Regions from separate parts of the Danio rerio genome. Here region 1 is linked to region 2. A link is a contact called in public HiChIP or PLAC-seq data. All regions are on one chromosome and are shown on one strand. The core of a region is the stretch at or near the end of the contact, and the rest is flanking DNA. Distances in the headings are between cores, read along the strand shown. Region 1 holds the start of arhgap40 (Rho GTPase activating protein 40). Region 2 holds the start of fam210b (family with sequence similarity 210 member B).

Region 1 (3,934 bases), core at 25-2,524, 120 kb after region 2:
GATGAATGGATGAATGGATGGATGAATGGATGAATGGATGAATGAATGAATGAGTGAATGAATGAATGTATGAATGGATGGATGGATGAATGAATGAATGAATGGATGGATGGATGAATGAATGGATGGATGAATGAATGGATGGATGAATGGATGAATGAATGAATTAATGAATGGATGAATGAATGAATGAATGAATGAATGAATGAATGAATGGATGGATGGATGAATGAATGAATGAATGAATGAATGAATGAATGAATGGATGGATGAATGAATGGATGGATGAATGAATGGTTCCGTTATTAATAAATAATAAAGGTTAAAAATAACCCAACAAAGCACCAAATATTTTATTATTATTATAACCTTTATTTTACCAGGAATAACACTTTGAGATTAAAAATCTCTTTTACAAGAGCGTCCTGGCCAAGATTAGGCAGAACACAAGTCACATGAGTCCAACAGACAACAAACAAAAAACAATTAACATTTAACATGAATCACACTGACAAACTATTCCAAACATCTACAAACCTGTGCTTCATCTTTTATAGTCTTTTTAAAAGCATGCAGAGGAATCAAGCAACTGTGTTTGCAGATTATTCCAAGTAAAAGGTGCTGCGTACTTAAAAGCCTTTTTGCCCATCTCAGTCCGCACTTTAGGAACAGACAGTAAATAACTCTGTGACCGAAGACCATTAAGAACAGGCTTTTTACAAATGTAATGCTGGAGATCTGATAAGACCAACCTATACTAGTTTAACCCTATTTAACCCAACTGATTGAGTTATTAAAAAAAATAACATATTAAAGGTTAAAAATAACCCAACAATGCACCAAATCTGCTCAACTCAACCACTGGGTTAAAACTCAATGTTTTTAGTGTATTCATGCTCTCTCTCCCTTTCTCTCACACACAAACACTCATCCACACACACACACACACACTTTCTGATAATTAAAAATAACTGCTATAAATGTGTAATATTTAAAAGAGCACTCTAAAATAATGCCTGGTTATTTTAACCCATCTAGAGACTGCTGGGTTAATTTCATGTTAATTAAATGATTAGGACTGAACTGAGCCCTATGTTCGGGTTAACCCATATTTTACCCCAATATGAGATTAAATAACCCAGCAGCACATCTCAGAGTGAGTGTGAATGCATCTTTGATCACTCGCAGCGGTCACGATCAAACTACCTGGCGCGTGACACACACACACTCGCGCGCGCACGCACACACACACAGAGGCCGTGACGTCATGCGATGATTCGGCCTCAGCACCATCTGTGTGTCTGTCAGACAATAGCGGCTCGTGCTCGTGTTCCTCCTCGTCTTCAGCGCTATCACAGCAACATATCATCATCATCATCATCATCATCATCACTATAAGATCTTCGAGCTCAGATCTGCGGCGGGTCGTGTGGAGCTCTGCTCGGCTCTCAGGTCAGACCAATACTGTGCTTTTGATCGCTTTATTCATGCGCGTTATCGCCGGATATTGACACCTGATCAGTGCAGCAGCGGTCGGGTGTATGGCAGAGAGGGTGTAAATGTGGGATCGGGCTCTGTTTGCGCCACATCGCTCTCGTTTAGCCACAGACCAGCGCCTTTTTCCGCGTTGCCGGTTGCTATGGGCAGGAGACCTGTTGCTATGGGCGCGTGCCTTTGTCTGCTGGACAGAAACAATAACAGCAATGCAGCGCTGCACACACGTGTGTGTGTGTGTGTGTGTATGCGTGTGTGTGTGTGTGTGTGTGTGTGTGTGTGTGTGTGTGTGTGTGTGTGTGTGTGTGTGTGTGTGTGTGTTGATTTTGCTGCTTTAAGAGGACAGAAATGTGTACAATAGCACGAGTCTTCTCTATATTTACAACATTGAGATGCTTTATGATGACATGCATTGTGTGTGTGTGTGTGTGTGTGTGTGTGTGTGTGTACTGGTTTTGATGTTTTATGAGGACAATGGCATGGTTATGATGGGTATTATAATACTGAGGTGGTTTTGAGGAAATGTCCTGTGTGTGTGTGTTTGTAATGGTTTTGGTGTTTTACAAGGACATACGTGTGTATAATGTGTATATTGACATGGGTATGATATAGCTTTATGAGGTTTATGAGGACCATTGTGTATCATGACATTGTTATGATCTAGGTTTTACAAAATTAAGGTGGTTTATGAGGACATACATTGTGTGTGTCTCTGTGCGTGCGCGCATGTGTGTGTAATGGTTTTTGTGTTTTATGGGGACAGAAATGTGTATATTGGCATGGTATAATATCGGTATTACAACATTAATGGGATTTATGATGACATATTTTGTGTGTGTGTGTGTGTAATAGTGTCTGTAAAACTGGTTTTTGGTGTTTTACGAGGACAGAAATGTGTAAAATGTGTATGGGTATGAAATGGGCAGGTGGTTTATGATGACGTGTGTGTGTGTTTGTGTGTGTGTGTGTGTGTGTAAGAGTTTGTGTAATACTGGTTTTGGTGGTTTATGAGGACTAATGTGTATAATGACATTGGTCTGATCTAGGTATTCCAACATAAGGTGCTTTATGAGGACATATATTGTATGTGTGTGTGTGTGTGTGTGTGTGCATGTAGGAGTTTGTGTACCACTGGTTTTGATGGTTTATGAGGACAGAATTGTGTATAATGTGTATAATGACATTGGTATGATATCAGTATTTTACATTAAAGTAATTTATGATGATATATTGTGTGTGTGTGTGTGTGTGTGTGTGTGTGTGTGTGTGTGTGTGTGTGTGTGTGTGTGTGTAATAGTGTCTGTAATACTGGTTTTTGGTGGTTTACGAGGACAGAAATGAGTATAATGCCATGGAACAGTAGATGATGTGCTGAGTATCTTGTGGAAAATGCAGATCTTTAGTGCAGCGCTGCGGTGGTGTTGGATGAAAGCGTCTGCCAGATGCACAATATACTGTACATGTTTGATTTGCCATTGTTCATAATGTGAAAGATTTGGTTCTAAAGGGAAGCAGAGGTGTGTGTGTGTGTGTGTGTGTGTGTGTGTGTGTGTGTGTGTGTGTGTACAGTATATGTGGACCTTGTTTTCTATACCAAATGTCCCCACAAGTATAGCAGTACCAGTCTTTTTGACCTTGTGTGTTCATTGTTTTTGTCTCCTTGAGAAAAACAGCTCATAAATCACACAGAATGAAGTATTGTGAAAAAACTTTGTGTGTGTGTGTGTGTGTGTGTGTGTGTGTGTGTGTGTGTGTGTGTGTGTGTGTGTGTGTGTGTGTGACCCTATGTCCTGCTGTAGGTGTGTTTCAGCTCATCAGTGATGGTGTGTTGAAGCTCATGTGGGCAGAAAATGATGCAGAACTCAATAATTACATAATATGATCCTGCATATATGCTTTGGACAAAATGAAGAGTCATTTCATATAATGCTCCATCATTTATTTCATGGTGTTAAAATACATTAATATTGTTTAATAATTTACAGTATGAGCGCACTATTACACTCATTATGAGGATGGAGACAGACACATGAAGAACAGCATCGTCAGAGAGTCGTGATGATGAAAGTACATTTTTTACATTTGTGTGTTTTATTAAGCATTTTTATGTTGGAGCTGAAATTATTAGATTCTAAAATGAGTATTAATTTTTACCAATAATATTTATTTTATATTTCTACTTTGTTAATCAAACACTTGAAGTTCGAAATAAACTGAGAAATATAATCACAGATGAATGAAAATGTAAGAAATAGTCTTTTACTAGTGGACAATATATAAACTATGAGCTGACTGAATGTGCAGGAGTGCTGCTAGATCAGGATATGAGATGATGTTTATTGTGATGTGAGGTTTCTGTCATAATAAAAGCCTTTAATATTAGACAAAAGTCATGCTCAGTTTCCTCTTTATACTGCATGAAGGCCACTGATGTGTTCCT
Region 2 (4,018 bases), core at 1,134-3,633:
GTGAAGTGACCTTCGACCTTGAAACAAACAACTAAACCAGTGGACACACGACAGACACTCGACTGACCGGTTAACCAGAGCAGCTCATGAACTAGCGTTGTTCTCTCACACACACACACACACACACACACACACACACGTTTTGAATATGTCCTCTTCACTGCAGTTGTGATGTTTATCTTGTCTTTCCTCTTATCTGTGTTTGTCCTCTTCCTCAACTCCACGCTTAAAGGTGCAGTTCACCCAAAAATGAACATCTACTCACTATTTACTCCAATAAACCTGTTTATTAACCTTTATCAGATACTTCTGTTTTTGTTTCTACCTAAAAGAAGACAAAAACCTAAAACCATTGAGTTCAACAGTAGGAAAACAAATACACTAGAAGAAGTCAATGGTTTCTGCTTTACAGCATTCTTCAAAATATCTTCCTTTGCAGAAAATAAAGTTTAACAGTTTTGCATCAAGCCAAAGTAAATGATGACTGAATTCTTATTTTTGGGTGAACTGAGTCTGTAATCCCAACCTACAGTATAACACACACACACACACACACACACACACACACACACACACACACACACAAAGTGAGAAAGCAGCACGTCATCAGGAATGATCTTCTGTTTGACAACTGAATGAAAGTGAAAGATGACCAACTAAACTACACACACACACACACACACACACACACACACACACACACAGCAGATCTACAGAACTAGAGGAATCAGTCCTGTTCAAACATGAATAATCTGACATCATCATCATCATCATCATAACCCAAAACAAGCAGCACAGAAAGCTGCACCATCACTGTAACATGGTAAATAACACCATAACACCGAATTTACACAATGAGCAGAGCAGACTGACAGAAAATTAAGAAAAGAGAGTGCGTGTGTGCAGGCAGAGGAAGTCAAAAGGAGACTACTACAGTGTTAACAAGACATGAGTGTGTGTGTGTACGTCAGAATGATGATATTAAACACGCGAGAACACACACAGAGAGATCTACAGTATAAACACACACACACACACACACACACACACACACACACACAACAACAACCACCACAAACACTCGTTGAAAGTGAAAACCAACTATGTGAAGTAAACTCTCAACACAACAGAACCCTGTAATACGAGCATGTTAACAAACCCTGAAATAAACACCACTGATGAACAATAACCAGCGACTTATCGACTATTATAAACACACGAGAACACACACACACACACACACACACACACACACACACACACACAATCAACAAACACACACCAATGACTGTAAAAAAGTACACACACACACACACACGCACACACACACAAGCATAACACACGCTAACTGAAAACAACGCACATGAAGCAAACTACCAACACAATGTCAGTAAACAACACTAATAAACAATATAAACCAACATTAAACATGTGAGGACACACACACACACACACACACACACAAGCGCGCGCGCGCGCACACACACACAAACAAACACACACACACACACACACACACGTTTAAACTGAAAACAAAGCGCATTTATGGTTACTCTATAGCATGCACATGTCAGTAAACAAACACCCGACTAACAATAACCACCGACTATTATTATTAAATACGTGAGAACACACACACACACACACACACACACACACACACTCGCTTAAACAAAAAAAAACAAAGCGCATTTTATGTAACTCCTCAGCATGCACATGTCAGAACACAATAATAAAGCAGCCCTCATAACAGCAGCAGGACTCACCGAGCGAATATCCGCCGCGCGCTCGTGTTTCTCCGGTGTCGTTAACGACCGTCTTGGTTGCATCACGAATGAAGACCTAACTGATAAAAGCGGCCGAAGTTTCCCGGTGTTTGTGTCGCTGGTGAATCCTCTACACCCGGTCACCGAGAGCACCGCCGTCCGCCATCCGCCAGCGTGATCCTCCAGCAGAATGTGGCGTACGGAAACCGCCGGTGATCTCCGGTAAACACGGCGGCAGCAGCAGCCGGTAAACACGAGCCGCTGCAGGACTGAAGGAGCTCCAGAAACGCGCTGAAACATCGCTCCGACATGAACGGAGAAACGGGGGATATGAGCCTGTGCAGATCCCGCCTCAGCTGATCGGTGACCCGCCGTTAAGATCCGCCCCCTCCGCTGGAGACACTCACTGTGTATTGTAGTACTGATATCGTGTTGAATGTAAGCGCGTTTTGATTTCGGTTGTTAAATGATCTTCAACACCTCCTCAAATGTTTGCAGTTTTAAAATCAATATCTATATTATATGATCAATATCATATCTGCGCCCACAGGAAGCGTGAGACATCCCTCCCTCTTCTGTGGTTGACATTTCACCCACACTTCAGTTCAGGTGGACAAACTGAGTCACTGGAGCTCACACGTGTTTATTCAAGAGGACAAGAGTGCTATAAGAGCTGTAACAGCACCGCAGGGCGGCGCCATATATCGAAATTAGCACACATTTGCATATCATATAAGGCAATGGCAGAGCCAGAGCCCCTGTTATGGGTTTCTGCGAATGATCTCACAGCTCAGCTCTGAGTGAATAAAAACATCCAGCTGAGGTTTAAATCTGAAGGTGCAGCCTGTTTAAAACTATTGATACATTAGTAATATATTTGACTCAAGGTTGAATGAATGGGACCTGGGGGGGATGGGCTAAATCAGAGGACTTACTCTTGTCCCCGGGGCTCAATTCCAAATGGAACCAAAACAATCCATTACATACATTTGGCTTAAAATTGGCAAGCAAAATTCGGGACATTGCAACCTGCAGAAGCTGGGAACTTAAAAAAAAAAACAAGTCGAAAACGAATAGAGTTGGGTTCGGATCTTTTGTTAGATCACATCAACGTTAATATCAATACATCACCAAATATGTAGCTCCAGTTCTGGTAAAATGAGATCACGCTTTCACTTCAGACATTAGCGGAGGCGTGGGGGATCACAGGACTGATCATGACTGAAGATGTTGATCACTGACAGATGGAGATTCGGCTGAGGGGAATAAAGGGTTAATGTTTATTTTCACAACAACAACACAGTATAGCCAACCGTGTGCTGTGTGTGTTCCTGTGCTCCTATACTGTAAAAAAAATTAACTTACAGTTTTTTTTCCGGCAGGAAAAAAAAAAGTAAAATAAGATACGATAAATTACAGACATTTACCGTAAAATAACATGCAGTAAATTACAGACATTTACCGTAAAATAACATGCAGTAAATTACAGACATTTACCGTAAAATAACATGCGGTAAATTACAGACATTTACCGTAAAATAACATGCAGTAAATTAAAGACATTTACCGTAAAATAACAGAAGGTAAATAACAGACATTTACAGTAAAATAACATGCGGTAAATTACAGACATTTATAGTAAAATAACATGCGGTAAATTACAGACATTTACAGTAAAATAACATGCGGTAAATTACAGACATTTACAGTAAAATAACAAAAGGTAAATTACAGACATTTATAGTAAAATAACATGCGGTAAATTACAGACATTTACAGTAAAATAACATGTGGTAAATTAAAGACATTTACAGTAAAATAACATGCGGTAAATTACAGACATTTACTGTAAAATAACATGCGGTAAGTTAAAGACATTTACAGTAAAATAACATGCGGTAAGTTAAAGACATTTACAGTAAAATAACATGCGGTAAATTAAAGACATTTACCGTAAAATAACATGCAGTAAATTACAGACATTTACCGTAAAATAACATGCAGTAAATTACAGACATTTACCGTAAAATAACATGCGGTAAATTACAGACATTTACCGTAAAATAACATGCAGTAAATTAAAGACATTTACCGTAAAATAACAGAAGGTAAATTACAGACATTTACAGTAAAATAACATGCGGTAAATTACAGACATTTACAGTAAAATAACAAAAGGTAAATTACAGACATTTATAGTAAAATAACATGCGGTAAATTACAGACATTTACAGTAAAATAACATGTGGTAA

The links. HiChIP or PLAC-seq counts read pairs in DNA pulled down with a chosen protein or histone mark.
Region 1: a contact with region 2 is called in an H3K4me3 HiChIP or PLAC-seq map of gastrula embryo, with 4 times the contacts expected there. The contact joins the promoter of arhgap40 here to the promoter of fam210b in region 2. A contact is called at or near these places in 3 of 4 datasets of contacts at active chromatin or transcription factors (caudal fin, embryo and gastrula embryo).

Annotation. Positions count from the first base shown.
Region 1 is chr6:62,863,112-62,867,045 of GRCz12tu, forward strand. arhgap40 (Rho GTPase activating protein 40) reads left to right here and starts at 1,275. Exons shown (of 16, transcript XR_012408317.1): 1 at 1,275-1,452.
Region 2 is chr6:62,742,681-62,746,698 of GRCz12tu, forward strand. It overlaps fam210b (family with sequence similarity 210 member B), which reads right to left and starts at 2,384. Exons shown (of 3, transcript NM_001033751.2): 1 at 1,767-2,384. The coding sequence starts at 2,066.